Regions from separate parts of the Sus scrofa genome. Here region 2 is linked to region 1. The links are chromatin contacts, called in public promoter capture Hi-C maps. All regions are on one chromosome and are shown on one strand. The core of a region is the stretch at or near the end of the contact, and the rest is flanking DNA. Distances in the headings are between cores, read along the strand shown. Region 1 holds the start of PPIL2 (peptidyl-prolyl cis-trans isomerase-like 2). Region 2 holds the start of THAP7 (THAP domain-containing protein 7).

Region 1 (7,808 bases), core at 189-2,688:
CATTGCCATGAGCTGTGGTGTAGGTAGCAGGCGGGGCTCAGATCCCTCATTGCTATGGTTGTGGTGTAGGCCTGTAGTTGTAGCTCTGAGTCAACCCTTAGCCTGGGAACTTCTATATGCTACGAGTGCAGCCCTAAAAAGAAAAAAAAAGAAGAAAGAAAAATTTTAGCAACATGGATGGACCTAGAAATCATCATGTTAAGTGAAGTCAGTCAGACAATGAGACACCAACATCAAATGCTATCAGATATGTGGAATCTGAAAAAAGGACACAATGAACTTCTTTGCAGAACAGATATTGACTCACAAACTTTGAAAAACTTATGGTTTCCAAAGGAGACAGTTTGGGGGGTGGGGGGATGCGCTGGGGGTGTTGGATGGAAATCCTATAAAATCGGATTGTCATGATCATTGTACAACTATAAATGTAATAAATTCATTGAGTAATTTAAAAAAAGAAAAGAAAAAAGAAAGAAAGATGGGGGCAGAGCAGGCTCAGGTGCAACAATCCAGAGCTCCACGTGGGGCATAGTGAATTGGAGATGTCCCTCAGATCTCCAAAAGGAGGTGTCTGGCAAGCAGCTGATCACTGCAAGACTGGTGTGACCACCGCGGAGAAGAGTAAACTGGGAGGGGGGGGGGGGCGGTACAGAACTATGAGGTCCGAGAGAGGGGAGGAGGATCCAACAAAGGAGACGGAGAAAGAGAAGCCCCTGAGGAGTGTATGGTGTCCCAGACACCAGAGAAGGGCTATTCGGCCGTGTCACACGCTGCTGAGAAGCCCAACAAAACGAGGTCTGAAAACTGACTCCCAGATGTAGCCACGCAAAAGTTACTGGATCCCAACAAGAGCAGCGCGGGGGGGTCGAGTGCCTGGCTGTTGTGGTTTCAAAAGGACAGCAAGAAACAGCAGGTAGACACAGGCCTTTCCCATCCTGCCATGAAGAAAATCAAAGAAACTCGATGGCAGCTGGTGGGGCAAGGCTGGTCTGTTTCTAATAGGAGATGCTGGAACTCTCGGGTAGGCTGGGGGGCGTGAACCGCGCGCGGGGTAAGACAGCAGTGGCGGAGCTGAAGGAACGGGGACCCTGGGAAACCCTGAGCCTTACGGGGCCGCCCCGCCGGCGTAGGCCGAAGGCTTCTGGGGAAGCGAAGCTGAGAGGGGTTCGGGGAAAAGGCGCAACGCAGGAACGGCCACAGGCGGGACTGAGGCCAACGGGGCCCGCTCCCGGAGGGGGGCTACTTACATCTTGTCTTTCTGGTGCTGTCGCTTCCCCATGGCGTCGGTGGCAGCGGCGGCGCCGGCAGGACGAGCGAACGTGGCAAAACAACCCCAGACAACTCAGACAGCCGCGTCTCCGAAGAAAAACAATCGCAGACAACTCAGACTCCAGCGTCTCCGTCGACCTCGTAACAACTTCCGGGTCCCTTGGCCCCCCCCCGCCCCGCCCCGCCCCGCCCCGCCCCGGAAGCTGGCGCTGGGTATGCCGGGAACCGTGGTGCCCAGCGCGCGTGCCCGAGGTGGGGGGCGGGGGGCGCTTGGGTGCTGGGGCTTCTGGGCCAGCCCTAGGCAGAGCCACCTTACCCCGAAGGCCCATCTTCCCGGGTGCCTTTCTCTGGACCGTTGCCTATCTGCCCCACAGGGCTTAGACCCACCCTAGTTTGACCTGATTTCTCAGGTCTTTAAAAAGCCCGCCTGGGAGTTCCTGTCGTGGCTCAGCTGAAACGAATTTGACTAGAGGACTCAGGTTCGATCCCCGGCCTCGCTCAGTGGCTTAATGATCCGCTTAACCACCTTGTTGTGAGCTGTGGTGTAGGTCTCAGACGCGGCTCGGATCCTGCGTTGCGGTGGCTATGGCATAGGCCAGCGGCTACAGCTTCAATTCCACCCTTAGCCTGGGAAACTCCATGTGCCACGGGTGCGGCCTTAGGAAAAAAAAAAAGCCCACCTAGCTCAGCGGGTTAGGGATCCCACGTTGCCACAGCTGTGGTGCAGTTTGCACCTAGGGCAGGATTTGATCCCTGGCTTGAGAACTTTACACATTCTGCGATTGTAACAAAAAAGTAAATATAAAGGAAAACTCCCACTAGGCCCCATATCCACTCCTCAACTACCCCCCCCCCGCCCCCCCAAGGCAGACAGCTCAAAAGGGACATCCACACTTTCTGTCCACCCGCTCACTGCCCATACAGTTCCCACTGCCTCCAGGCCCTTCTCCTGGGAGGCCCAGGGGCAGGAGCCATCAAGCCTGAAAGTCCAAAGCCCTGATGATACCTTCTGTCTCTTCAGCCAGACCACCATGTTTGTGTGCCCCAGCCAAGCCCTGGACCTCCCTCTACAGTCAAGCACTGGGTGATCTTGCCCAGATTGATGGCTTTAAACACTGTATCCCTTGATTCCCAAACACTAAATTGCCAGCACTCTTGGGAGTGCCTGTTGTGGCTTAGAGGTAACCCGACTAGTATCCATGAGGACACAGGTTCAATTCCTGTCCTTGCTTGGTGGGTTAAAGGATCTGGTGTTGCTGCTGTATAGGTCACAGACTTGGCTCGGATCCTGAGTTGCTGTGGTTGTGGTGTAGGCTGAGTTCCCATGTTGGATCCCAGCCTCCCTGACTTGACCACCTGACCACCTACTGTGTGCAGGCTCAGACCCATGAGCCTCTGGCTTGCAGTACCCTGACCACTACTTGGGACAGGAGAAAGCCCAAGGGACAGCATGGTCCCTGGGGAGCGAGGCACAAGGAAGGCACCTCCGGGGGGAATTTATTCATTTCTCTGGCCGTGCTTTGCACAAGAGAGGTTACGGGTCCCTCTGGTAGGGCACAGGCTCCACGCTGCCAGGGTCATTCTCTGAGTCATCTTGGGGATGGGGCACAGGCTGGAACTTGAGCAGGACAGGCGGCGTGAAGATGGAGGCCTTCACAGAAGGCGATGGCATCTCCTCGGTGCTGGGCAAGCCACTACAGGCTGCGGTCCTGTACAGGAGACAGGCAAGATGTGCCCATGAGCTCAGACCCGGCACACGGGGCCACCAGAGGGTCCTATAACCAAACCCAGGCTGTGGGGTGGTTCTCAATCCGTCTCTACCCCTGGAAGCCCTTCCCACCGGTGTTTGTTCAAGGCTGTTCATTGTGGCAATGTCTGTGATTATGCAAACCTGGAAACAATCTAAAGGACCATTGGGGGAGTTCCCTGGTGGCTCAGGGGGTTAAAGACCTAGTGTTGTCACCACTGTGGTGTGGGTTCATCCTGAGCCTGGGAGTTTCTGCAAGCTGCAAGCACAGCCCAAAAAAAGTTCGTCAGGGAATTGCTTAAGGAATCATGGTGTAGCTATGCCTGCTGTGACCATTCTGCAGCTGTTTAAGGAACCACGTTGGTCTATATATCCCAACAAGTAAAGCCGCCTCAGTGGTACAGTAACAGAAAAGAGCAAGTTTCTGAGAAGTACAGGCTATATCATCTTGCCTTGATTTAAAAATCAACCAATGTAAAAAAAAAACAACAACAAAAAAAAAACTGATGGAGTTCCCGTCATGGCTCAGTGGTTAACAAATCTGACTAGGAACCATGAGGTTGCAGGTTCGATCCCTGGCCTCGCTCAGTGGGTTAAGGATCCGGCATTGCCATGAGCTGTGGTGCAGGTTGCAGACTCAGCTCAGATCCAGCATTGCTGTGGCTCTGGCATAGGCCAGCTGCTACATCTCAAATTAGACCCCTAGCCTGGGAACCTCCATATGCCGTGGATGCAGCCCTAGAAAAGACAAAATAAAAAAATTAACCAATGTATTGGGATTTTTTTTTTTTCCCTTTTTAGGGCGGCACCCACAGCATGTGGAAGTTCCCAGGCTAGGGGTCAAATCAGAGCTGAAGCTGCTGGCCATAGCAACACCCGATCCTTAACACAGAATGAGGCCAAGGATCAAACCCATGTCCTCATGGATACTAGTTAGGTTCCTTATCACTGAGCCATGAAAGGAACTCCTGGGACTCAAATTTTTTTTTTTTTTAAATCTTTTTAATAATTTTTTTTTTTTTCCCACTGTATGGGACTCAAATTTTATGCCTTCATTCTGTATTGTGAACTTTCTTCCATAGAATATGTTGTGCTTCTGTGAACTTTTTTTTGTTGTTGGCTACACCCATGGCATATGAAAGTTCCTGTGCCAGAGACTGAATCTGAGCCACAGCTGCAACCACAACTGTGCCAACACTGGATCCTTTACCCCACTGCTTGGGGCTGGGGATCAAACCTGCCCTTTCACAGCGACCTGAGTGGCCAGTCTGATTTTTAACCCACTATGCCATGGCAGGAACTCCTTATGTGAACTTTTTAAAAAAAATAATTTAGGAGTTCCCGTTGTGGCTCAGTGGAAATGAATCTGACTAGTTTCCATGAGGACACATGTTTGATCTCCGGCCTTGGTCAGTGGGTTAAGGATCTGGCTTTGTTGTGAGCTGTGGCATAGGTTGCAGATGCGGCTTGGATCTGGCATTGCTGTGGCTGTGGCTTAGGCCAGCAGCTACAGCTCCAATTGGACCCCCAGCCTGGGAACCTCCATATGCCATGGGTGCAGCCCTAAAAAGACCAAAAAAAAATTTTTTTTTAAATAACCCATTTTTGATGGTGGGTGCCACGATAGCACAGCTCACTCAGAAAGTGATCCATGGGAGTTGCTACTGTGGCTCAGCAGTAACGAACCAGACTGGTACATGAGGACACTGGTTTGATCCCTGGCTTCGCTCATGGGTTAAGGTTCTGGCATTGCCATGAGCTGTGGTATAGGTCGAAGACACGGCTCAGATCTGGAGTTGCTGTGGCTGTGGTGTAGGCCAGCGGTTGCAGCTCCGATTTGACCCATAGCCTGGGAAACTCCATATGCCATGGGTGCGGCCTTAAAAAGAAAAAAAAAAAGAAAGCAATCCATAACTGGCGGCTACAAATTGTCCCCATGGATAAAATACTTCAACAAGCAAAAGAAATTGAGTAAATGATGCACCATCCACACAGTGGGGTGTTCCGCATCTATTATCACTGGGGGAATTCAGGTATTTGTTTGTTTTTTTGGGGGTGGCTGCACCCATGACATGCAAAAGTTCCCTGGCCAGGGATCAAACCCAAGGCACAGCAGTGACAATGCCAAATCCTTTACCTGCTAGATCACCAGCTAACTCCTCCCTCTTCTTTTTGAGGTAACGAATATGTTCTAAAATTGGATTGTGGTGATGGTTGCACAACAGTGAATATATGGAGAGCCATTGCAGTGGACATTCTGGGTGGGTGGATTGTATGCAATGTCAATTATCTCAAAAGGTCTTTAGAAAAGGACTAAGACAATTGGTAGTATTTTCACAGAAAAAAATGAGTGTCTCTTCTTTTTTTTTTTTTTTGGTCTTTTTGTCTTTTGTTGTTGTTGTTGCTATTTCTTGGGCCGCTCCCGCGGCATATGGAGGTTCCCAGGCTAGGGGTCGAATCAGAGCTGTAGCCACCGGCCTACACCAGAGCCACAGCAACGCAGGATCCGAGCCGCGTCTGCAACCTACACCACAGCTCACGGCAACGCCGGATCCTTAACCCACTGAGCAAGGCCAGGGACCGAACCCGCAACCTCATGGTTCCTAGTCGGATTCGTTAACCACTGCGCCATGACAGGAACTCCGAGTGTCTCTTCTTAAAGCCTTGACAGCACAGAACTCCCTTTCATTTGGTATTTTTGAATGATTATATGTAACATATATGCTAGCAATCTTGTGGGTACATTTTTCATTACTAAGTAAGCCAAAAACACTTCTAAAGGTCTGCTTACTCTCTGAGTGTTATTGTTGGTAAGTCTTTTACCAACTGGGAATTTAGAATCATCCTCATAGAACCGTGTGAATTTCTCACATTAAGACATCAGAACGCTCATTCACGGCTGGTGGGAATACAAAATGGAATTCACTCTGGAAGAGAATTTGGCAGTTCCTTATAAAACCACATGTATCTTGCACAACTAAACAGCAATCATGTTCCTCGATATTAGCCCAAAGGGGTAAAGAACCTAGATTTAGGAGTTCCTGTCATAGCTCAGCGGTTAACAAACCCAACCAGCATCCATGAGGATTCAGGTTTGATCCCTGGCCTTGCTCAGTGGGTTAAAGATCCAGCATTACCATGAGCTGTGGTGTAGGTCACAGAAGCGGGTTGGATCCTGCGTTGCTGTGGCTCTGGTATAGGCCAGCATCTACAGCTCCAATTGGATCTGTAGCCCACGAACCTCCATATGCTGCGGGTGCGGCCTAAAAAGGCAAAAAACAAACAAACAAACAAACAAAAAAAACACAAAACCTTAGATTAAAAAAAAAAAAAAAAGATTTCCCATCGTGGCTCAGTGGTTAACGAATCCTACTAGAACCATGAGGTTGGGGGTTCGATCCCTGCTCTTGCTCAGTGGGTTAAGGATCCGGCATTGCCATGAGCTGTGGTGTAGGTTGCAGATGTGGCTTGGATCCCGAGTTGCTGTGGCTGTGGCATAGGCTGACAGCACCAGCTCTGATTAGACCCCTAGCCTGGGAACCTCCATATGCCACAGGAGTGACCCTAGAAAAGGCAAAGACAAAAAAACAAACAACAAAACTGCACACGGATATTTAAGGCTGCTTTATTCATAATTGCCAAAATCTGAAAGCAACCAAGATGTCGTTTGGGAAGTGAATGGATGATAAATCATGAATCATCCAGACAATGGAATATTATTCAGCACCAGAAAGAAATGAGCTGTCAAGCCATGAAAAGATATGGCGAAAACTTAAATGCACACCACTAAGTCATGGAAGCCAGTTTGAAAAGGTTGCACACTGTGTGATTCCAAGTACACACGTTCTGGAGAAGGCAAAGCTATGGAGACAGTACAGTAATCAGTGCTTTCCAGGGGTTGGGGGAGAGGGAGGGAAGAAAAGGCAGAGCATAGAGGACTTTGAAACCACTCTATGTGACGCTATAATGGTAGATGCATGTCACCATACATAAGCTATGGATTTGACATAATGAGTTATCGTGTAGGTTCAAGGGCACTCTGGGGGAGGCTGCACGTGGGTGGGGGGGGCAGAAGGATGTGGGAACTCTACTTTCAGCTCAGTTTTACTGTGAACCCTAAACTATTCTGAAAAATAAAATCAACACGAAAATGTTAAAAATAATGATTCATGGAATTCCCAAGTGGTGCAGTGAGTTGGGGATCCGGCGTTGTCACTGCTATGGTTTGGGTTCAGACCCTTGTCTGGGAGCTTCCACTTGCCACAGATGCAGCCAAAAAAAGAAAGAAAGAAAAACACTCATACTCAGTAAATCCCGACTTTGTAAAACATGCATGTAGGTAAATCATGGGGCTGCCCACAGCTGATGGAACTGATGGAACTGTTTCCTTTCTGTTGGCCTATTTGTTTCCTTTTTTTTTTTTTTTTTTGCTTGTTACAGCCACACCTGCAGCATATGAACATTCCCAGGCTAGGGGTGGAATCGGAGCTACAGCTGCTGGCCTATGCCACAGCCACAGCAATGCAGGATCTGAGCTGTGTCTGCAACCTACACCACAGCTCATGGCAATGTCAGATCCTTAACCCACTGAGCGAGGCCAGAGATGGAACCCCCAACCTCATGGTTCCTAGATGGATTCATTTCCGCTATGCCACAATGGGAACTTCTGGCCTATTTGTTTGTGATTTCTTTTCTTTTTTTTTTTTTTTTGTCTTTTTGTCTCTTCTAGGGCTGCTCCCACGGCATATGGAGATTCCCAGGCTAGGGGTCTAATCGGAGCCGTAGCCGCTGG
Region 2 (7,575 bases), core at 1,270-3,769, 360 kb after region 1:
CATAGCCATGGCACCACTAGATCCGAGCTGCATCTGCTATCTTCAGTGCAGCTTGTGGCAACACTGGATCCTTAACCCACTGAGTAAGACCAGGAATCAAACCCACATCCTCACAGATATTAGTCACGTTCTTAACCTACTGAGGCACAATGGGAACTCCTAGAAACCGCTTTATTATGGCATCTGGCAGGTCAGACACAGCTCAAGTCAGGTCCCTCTCTAGGCAGATCCTGAAGGAGGAAGAGGCAGGAACCCTGATGGGCAGCTCCTCACTCAGGCCATGCTGCTGCTTAGCTGCATGGCAAAGTCGTGCACATGCTCCTTCAGAGTCTGGCGGGCATCTGCCTGTGCCCGCTTCTCCCGTGCCCGCTCCTGCTGCAGCTTGGTCAGCCGTAGCCTCAGCCGTTGCTCCCGCCGCTTGCAGGCCTGCAGTTGGCGCTGGGCCTTGTCCAGGGCATCAAGGGCAGCCTCAGCCCGCCGCTTCCAGAGCAGGGCACTGCCCACCTGGTAGCTGTGCTCATTCTGGATGTAGGCTCCAGCAGGAGGAGGGAGGCGCAACATGTAGGCTGAGGGTGACACAGGCCGAGGCTCCAGAGGGGACGGCTGCCGCTCGGGCTCCCGCTCGGGGGAGGGCTGGGTGCTGCAGCCTGCTTCATCAGCCTGGGCACCCAGGGGCCCCAGGAGGTCTGAGAACGGGCTGCTGAGGCCAGGCTCCAGCCTCCCAGTAGGGGAAGCAGACAGAGCAGCAGGTGCGGAGGCCTCTTCCACAGGAAAGCAGGTGACATCAGCAGGTGGAGGTGGAGAAAACGGAGTCGTGGGCCCTCGGCCCTCAGAGCAGCTACAGGGAGACAGAGCAAGGGACAGGCCAGGCTCAGGGCTCAGTGACCTCATTTCACCAGCCCACCTAACCCCCATCCCTGAACCATAGGCTCAGAGCCCTGTCCAGCAAGGCTCCATCCGAAAGCCCAGTCCCTCAGACGTGAAGTGGGACATCCCCCAGCGCAGCGCTTACCGCTTCCTGCATCGCCGAAGCCGGCTGACATCAGGGGGGCCGGGTGGGTAACTGTGCCCCTTGGTCTTGGCTGTTCGGCGCAACTTGGAGAAAGACTCAAATATTGTGGGGACTGCTCCCTCCTTCAGCCTGTGGTACCCACTGTAGGGGAAAGCAGTCTGAAGTAGAGAAGAGGGCCTGCACCCCAGGCTGACCTGCAGGGTGCGGAGCCTGCAGCCCCCCAGCCCCTGAACAGGATCCTGGGCTAGCACTGGGGCAGGTGGGAGGCACACTGCAAACAGCTAGTTTGGGGGATGCCAAGTTAAGAGGTACCCCATCTCCTCCATGAGAGCCTCCTGAGAATTAAGGTGACTGGAAAGGCCCCACCAGAACTGGGCTGACCCCCTGAAAGGAGCGGCTATGTTTGTGCCTTTGCTGGCGTGCCTGGGCTCCAGGAGCACCCTCTGGCACAGTGATACCCGGGGTGTGTGTGTCTCTAACTGCTTCCGTCCGGAGAGGAAATTGAGATTCTGAGCTGGGAAGAACCAGGGCGGCCTGCCCTGGTGTCAGCAGGAGGCTCACCTGATTCCCACCAGTTCAAAGCAGTTCTCCTCGAAGTGTTTGGAGCAGAAGTAGATGTACTCGGATGCTGGGTCCCACAAGCCCTGGCCGCTGGGGTCCAGCCGCTGGCAGTTGGCCAGCCACAAGCCTCGCCTCGGGTTGTCCTTCTTGGGAAGCCTGTAGGGCAACAAGCCTGTCAGAGCTGGGCCGCCGGCGACACACCGGATGGGAAGGGCCGGCCTGACTCATGCTGCCCCCGGACCCTGTGGGCACACAGACTAGGAAGCTGAGGCCTCAAAACGTAAAGCGACTGGCTCTGCACCAGGGTGCCTCTGACAGCAGCTAGTTCCCTCTCCACCGCAGCTCCGCCCACCATCAGCCTCTAACTCAAGCCTCGCCGGACCCGCCGAAGCGCGTGCGCAGTGAAGGCTCCTCAGGTGGGCAGGACAGACTAATGAACACGTGACCCTTTCGGCGCCAGCGCGCACGCGCGCTGACCTGTGGAAGGAGATGCCGCGGTTGCGCGTCTCTCGCGTGTCCCGCGTGCAGCAGCCGGCGGCGGAGCAGTGACGCGGCATCTGGAGAAGAGGCAGGAACTCGGTTGCGGGCTGCTATCTGGGCCCGGACAAGCCTCGCGCCCCTAGCCGCCACCCTGCTCCAGGCGGCCCCGTCCTGGCGCGTCCACACCGGCCCGATCTCGTCAGAGGCCCTTCCCAACCCACTCTCCCGTCTCCCGTCAGCGGCACTTACGGTCTCGCCATTGCTGCGCCGCCGAAGTCTCGCGAGATGTGGCTCGCGGCGGAAGTCGGTACCATAGAGACCCGGAAGCGCGCGGCGCTCGCTGAGGGGCGGAGCGGGCCCCGGAAGTGGTCGGCCTGCGGGGCGCCGCGCGCAGGACCGAAACGACTCTGACAAGAACGGGCTGGTCGTGCGATGCGGAGCCCTGGCTGGGCGGGCACGCATGCCTCTGATGAGAGGTGCCCCTTGTGGACGGGAGGGAGGCTCTGGGGCAGCTCCTCCAGAGGACGGGGCGAGGAGGGTGAACGCTGTGGTCCCGCGACTGTGACCCGGACCGCTTCCGGTCCCGGAGGAAGGGCGCGAAGGATCCGGAGTGTTTAAACTTAAAACATTTTCCCCGATTTCCCCACTGGCCTTATACTCTTATTCTGGAAGTAATACAGCAACTGAGGTGCCTCATTTTTTCTCTTTGGGAGGAAACATGATTTTTCCCTAGGAATTCGCTCGGAAAAGGCAAGTATCTGGTCGGGGAACTTGGCCGAAGAGCAACACAGGAGCAGACGACACTCAATACAGAAACTTTAATAGGTAAACACATCTGGAACGTTACAGAGCAGGGTGAAGGGGGGCCGCCTCGCCCTCCCGCTCAGTACTCCTCCCCCTCCTCGGCCTCCGCTTCCACCGAGTCCACGCCCACCTCTTCGTAATCTTTCTCCAGAGCCGCCAGGTCCTCCCGGGCCTCCGAGAACTCGCCCTCCTCCATGCCTTCCCCCACGTACCAGTGCACGAAGGCACGCTTGGCGTACATGAGGTCGAACTTGTGGTCCAGGCGGGCCCAGGCCTCGGCGATGGCCGTGGTGTTGCTCAGCATGCACACGGCCCGCTGCACCTTGGCCAGGTCTCCCCCTGGGACCACCGTGGGGGGCTGGTAGTTGATGCCCACCTGCCAGAGAAGGGGAACAGATGGAGACGTTTATACTGTGGCGTGAAAAATGGTACCTTGTTTTTTAAAACAAGGCCCCATGGGAATTGGTACTTTCTTTTTTGGCAGTATCTGACAACATTTAATATTCTTTGACCCAATACTGTCACGTTTTGGATTTACCCACATAAGAGCAAAAGCTACATGTATAGAGATTTTTATGTATTTAGTTTAGGGTACTGTTTGAAATGGCAAAACTGGAAACATGTCCTTCCTGGGGAACAAGTTATCACACATCTCTACAGTAAAACACGGTACCATGATGAAAAGGAATGAAGAACCTGCCCTGGCCTGTAAATATGTCCAAGGTGTATTGTATACTTGGTAGAAAGCAGAGCAAGTTGAATTCTACCTGAGTGTTTATACTTCAAAATACTTACAGAGTAACAACCAAAGCTGGGAGATACCATGCTGGAGGACAAACAACTGGTAGAGTGCGGACAGATGGCTGGCCCTGACCTAAGGAGCAGCTGGCAGCCAGCACCAGCTTGACGCAGCTCTTCTCCAGAGGAACTGGGAGCAGGGGGCATGTACAGGGGGTTCTGATCTGATCAAGGGGTGCCCCCTACCCCCCAGCTCTAAGACCAGGCTGGCCAGCCCTTCCAAACAGGATGGCTGCCACCTTGCTTTTCCCTTTGGCTACCTGTGTGCGATGAGTCAAGTCTGTCACCTACATGAAAAGAGTGTATTTTCTTTGCCTGTGTTGCTGGCCTCTTGCTGTCAAGATCACTACCAAGAAGCATGATGTGAATACGCACAGAGTATCTCTTGAAGGACAAAGCTCTGAAAGGGAAGAGGACTTCAGCTTTTCACCAGCTTTTTGGACCATTTTAATATTTTGCACCATACTTGCCTTTTTATAATGAAATAACTTAAACACAGAAAAGACTCCTTGGAAATAGTATACCCCTGAAAAAATGGTGAAGTCACAGACTAACAAAAAGGACTGGAAGCCATGAGAGTTCAACACAGTCCATCTGGGGCAGAACCATCTTCTAAGATTCAGAAGCTTCTATGGGAGTTTCTGTTGTGGCGCAGCAAAAACAAATCTGACTAGGAATCTTGAAGTTGCGGGTTTGATCCCTGAACTCGCTTCAGTGGGTCAAGGATCCAGCACTGCCATGAGCTGTGGTGTAGGTCACAGACACAGCTCAGATCCCATGTTGCTGTGGCTCTGGCACAGGCCAGCAGCTATAGCTCCGAGTTGACCCCTAGCCTGGAAACCTCCATATGCCATGGGTGTGGCCCTCAAAAGAAAAAAGAAAAAAAAAAGAAAAAAGAAGGAGCTTCTATGGACAAAGCTGTGACCTGTACCTTTCCACAGACCAATCTTCGCCTGGCTCAGGAATTCAGCCAGTGAGGAGGGGAATCGGTACAGGACACTACACCTCACCATGGTGCTGCCCAGCTGAAACCTCTATGGATGTCCTTGCCTTCCAGAGATCATGGTGAGTGGAGGATTTCAACCCCCACGTATAACTCTAAGGTCTGCAAACCTGTTACAAAAGGTTTAATGAACATTTCCAGGTCAGTGAAATTTGTTAGAGATTTTACCCTTTTCTGTGAGTCACTCTGTCAGTCTTCAATCAGTTGTGAACAAGGACTTTTATCAAAAACCAGGGCACAAAGTAAACCACTGCAGGCATGGTGAGAGGCTTTTAGCCTGGTAATCACAATAGATCTAAAGTGGGACCTTCTGTTATTTGACTTCCAAACACAGGTTCATTGTGACGCTAAATACAGCTGAGTTGCCACCTAAAATGACCGTGCTTCTGGGTGTGAGGCAGTGTTCCCAGGCTGGTTTGGAGAAACAGCAGTGAACCATCCTTTGCCCACATAGTATACACTGGTTAAGGAATTTAAAATTGTTTATAGAAAAATAAGTGTCAACTAATATGTAGTGACAACCAGTGACTGAAGTCATGTAAAAATCTAAAAACCATGATTTCTAACCCTCAAAATGATGAGCACAGACCATGACAAGCTTCTTGAGGAAGCAATGGAGAAATGTGGACAGACAGGCCTGCAGCCAGAGGTCTCTGAAAGTTCCCTGTGTTATTCCTTGTCCCCGAGGCTGTCAGATACTAAAAGCTGTCTCAGTCTCTATAATGTCAAGTATTTTAGTCTATTACCCCATGGGTAGTACAGGGTGGTTGTAAGAAGTACGGGTATATACAGTACTTGGGGAAGATTGAAGCACCTAGCAGATTATTAAAATTGTTTCTCCCTGCAGTGTAACTGCCCTGGAACAGGGGGCCATCTGCAAGGGGGCAGCACTCCATCCCAGGGTCTGCCCCCGGGGTTAAAGGTGAACGTTCGCTGCTGCCCAGCCTACCTTGAACCCAGTCGGGCACCAGTCCACAAACTGGATGGTGCGCTTGGTCTTGATGGTGGCGATGGCCGCGTTGACGTCTTTGGGGACCACGTCTCCCCTGTACAGCATGCAGCAGGCCATGTACTTGCCGTGGCGAGGGTCACACTTGACCATCTGGTTGGCCGGCTCGAAGCAGGCGTTGGTGATCTCGGCCACAGACAGCTGCTCGTGGTAGGCCTTCTCGGCCGAGATGACCGGGGCGTAGGTGGCCAGGGGGAAGTGGATGCGGGGGTAGGGGACCAGGTTGGTCTGGAACTCCGTCAGGTCCACGTTGAGGGCCCCGTCGAAGCGCAGGGAGGCTGTGATGGAGGACACGATCTGCCCGATCAGACGATTGAGGTTGGTGTAGGTGGGCCGCTCGATGTCCAGGTTGCGCCGACAGATGTCGTAGATGGCCTCGTTGTCCACCATGAAGGCGCAGTCCGAGTGCTCCAGGGTCGTGTGCGTGGTCAGGATGGAGTTGTAGGGCTCCACCACGGCCGTGGAGACCTGGGGGGCCGGGTAAATGGCGAACTCCAGCTTGGACTTCTTGCCGTAGTCCACCGAGAGCCGCTCCATGAGCAGAGATGCGAAGCCCGAGCCGGTGCCGCCCCCAAAGCTGTGGAAGATGAGGAAGCCCTGCAGCCCCGTGCACAGGTCCGCCTGCGGGAGAGCAGAGGCCGTGGGTCCACACCCGCCCAGGCCACGGCCAGGCGCCCTCCTTGCCCCCGCAAGCTGACTCGGGTTCACGGTGTCCACAGGGAGCACAAGTCACCCTTAGAGGTCAGACGCAGGGACGTGCCCCAGCCACACTGCGAAGGAAGGGCCTGGCGGGCCTCGTGGTGCTGCCAAGAGACGGGGAGGGAAAACATCCCAGGCAGGCCTGCCCTCCCGTCCGGGAAGCCTTGCCAGGGCCCTTCCTACCAGTTTGCGGATCCGATCCAGCACCAGGTCGACAATCTCCTTGCCGATGGTGTAGTGGCCTCTGGCGTAATTGTTGGCTGCGTCTTCCTTCCCGGTGATCAGCTGCTCCGGGTGGAAGAGCTGCCTGTAGGTCCCCGTGCGCACTTCATCTGCAAAGGACATGCGGGCCACGCTCTTGAGGGTGACTGCAGACTCACCAGGACAGACAGGCCAGGCCCGTCCAGTTCTCTCGGGCACGGCCGCTCCTTGGAGCCCGACAGCATCTCCCAGGGAGGCCTCCATGTGATCCGCATGCCTCATCTGCCGTTTACGGCCCCGGGAAGGTAGAGCCTGACTGGACCCCAAAGGAGGGACACGCTCTCCCGCCCACACACAGGCGGTTCTGCACATGCCATGCTCCGTCCAGGGCATCGCTGAAAGGTCCCTGACACACGAGACAAGGCTGTGGCTTCTGCCAGCCGTAGAGATTCTGTCATCCCCCCGGGTGGCCAGGAAAGCTGCTCTCTCTTTGCAGCTCCCCTTGGGAACTACCTTGGGCTTCTACTCTCAGCAACCTAGCCAAGGTGCTCTACTCACCTTTCTAAGTCCGAGACTCAGGCCAAACTCTCCTGCACCAGCCCAGAGCACACAGAGCAGGGGGGGCCTGCACAACCACCTGTAGGCGGGGTGCACATGACCCCCTGACCGCCCGGGGTGGGGTGGTGTCTTGGGCAGCCTGTCTTACAGCTGGCAAAGCAGCTTTTTTCTGTATAGATTTCCCTAAATTAGGAACCTGAGCCCCACATTTCAAGCACTGACCTTTCAGTTGCTCGGCCAACGTGGCCCCGGGCAAGCACACATGCGTCCGTCCTCTCCACAGAGGGACCCAAAGGAGCTTACATGGGCTCTCGAGGCTCTCCCATCCCCCAGCAGAGCCGCCCAGTGGGCCGAGCACCTACCAACCACGGTGGGCTCCAGGTCCACAAACACGGCTCTGGGCACGTGCTTGCCGGCCCCAGTCTCACTGAAGAACGTGTTGAACGAGTC

Evidence for each region. Promoter capture Hi-C pulls out the DNA fragments that hold promoters and counts their contacts.
Region 2: a promoter capture Hi-C map of liver shows a contact between it and region 1, with 9 times the contacts expected there. The contact joins the promoter of THAP7 here to the promoter of PPIL2 in region 1. A contact is called at or near these places in 1 of 5 promoter capture datasets (liver) and 1 of 2 datasets of contacts at active chromatin or transcription factors (alveolar macrophages).

Annotation. Positions count from the first base shown.
Region 1 is chr14:50,231,404-50,239,211 of Sscrofa11.1, forward strand. It overlaps PPIL2 (peptidyl-prolyl cis-trans isomerase-like 2), which reads right to left and starts at 1,439. Exons shown (of 21, transcript XM_001929539.5): 1 at 1,248-1,439. The coding sequence starts at 1,279. It overlaps LOC100155534 (verprolin), which reads right to left. Exons shown (of 7, transcript XM_013983173.2): 7 at 2,750-2,978. The coding sequence ends at 2,804.
Region 2 is chr14:50,591,259-50,598,833 of Sscrofa11.1, forward strand. THAP7 (THAP domain-containing protein 7) reads right to left here and starts at 2,520. Exons shown (of 4, transcript XM_013983196.2): 1 at 2,303-2,520; 2 at 2,051-2,130; 3 at 1,574-1,729; 4 at 154-838. The coding sequence starts at 2,515. The coding sequence ends at 274. It overlaps LOC100510930 (tubulin alpha-3 chain), which reads right to left. Exons shown (of 5, transcript XM_003133000.5): 2 at 7,488-7,575; 3 at 6,550-6,698; 4 at 5,608-6,288; 5 at 2,857-3,233. The coding sequence ends at 2,937. P2RX6 (P2X purinoceptor 6) reads left to right here and starts at 4,618. Exons shown (of 11, transcript XM_021074045.1): 1 at 4,618-4,720. The coding sequence starts at 4,696.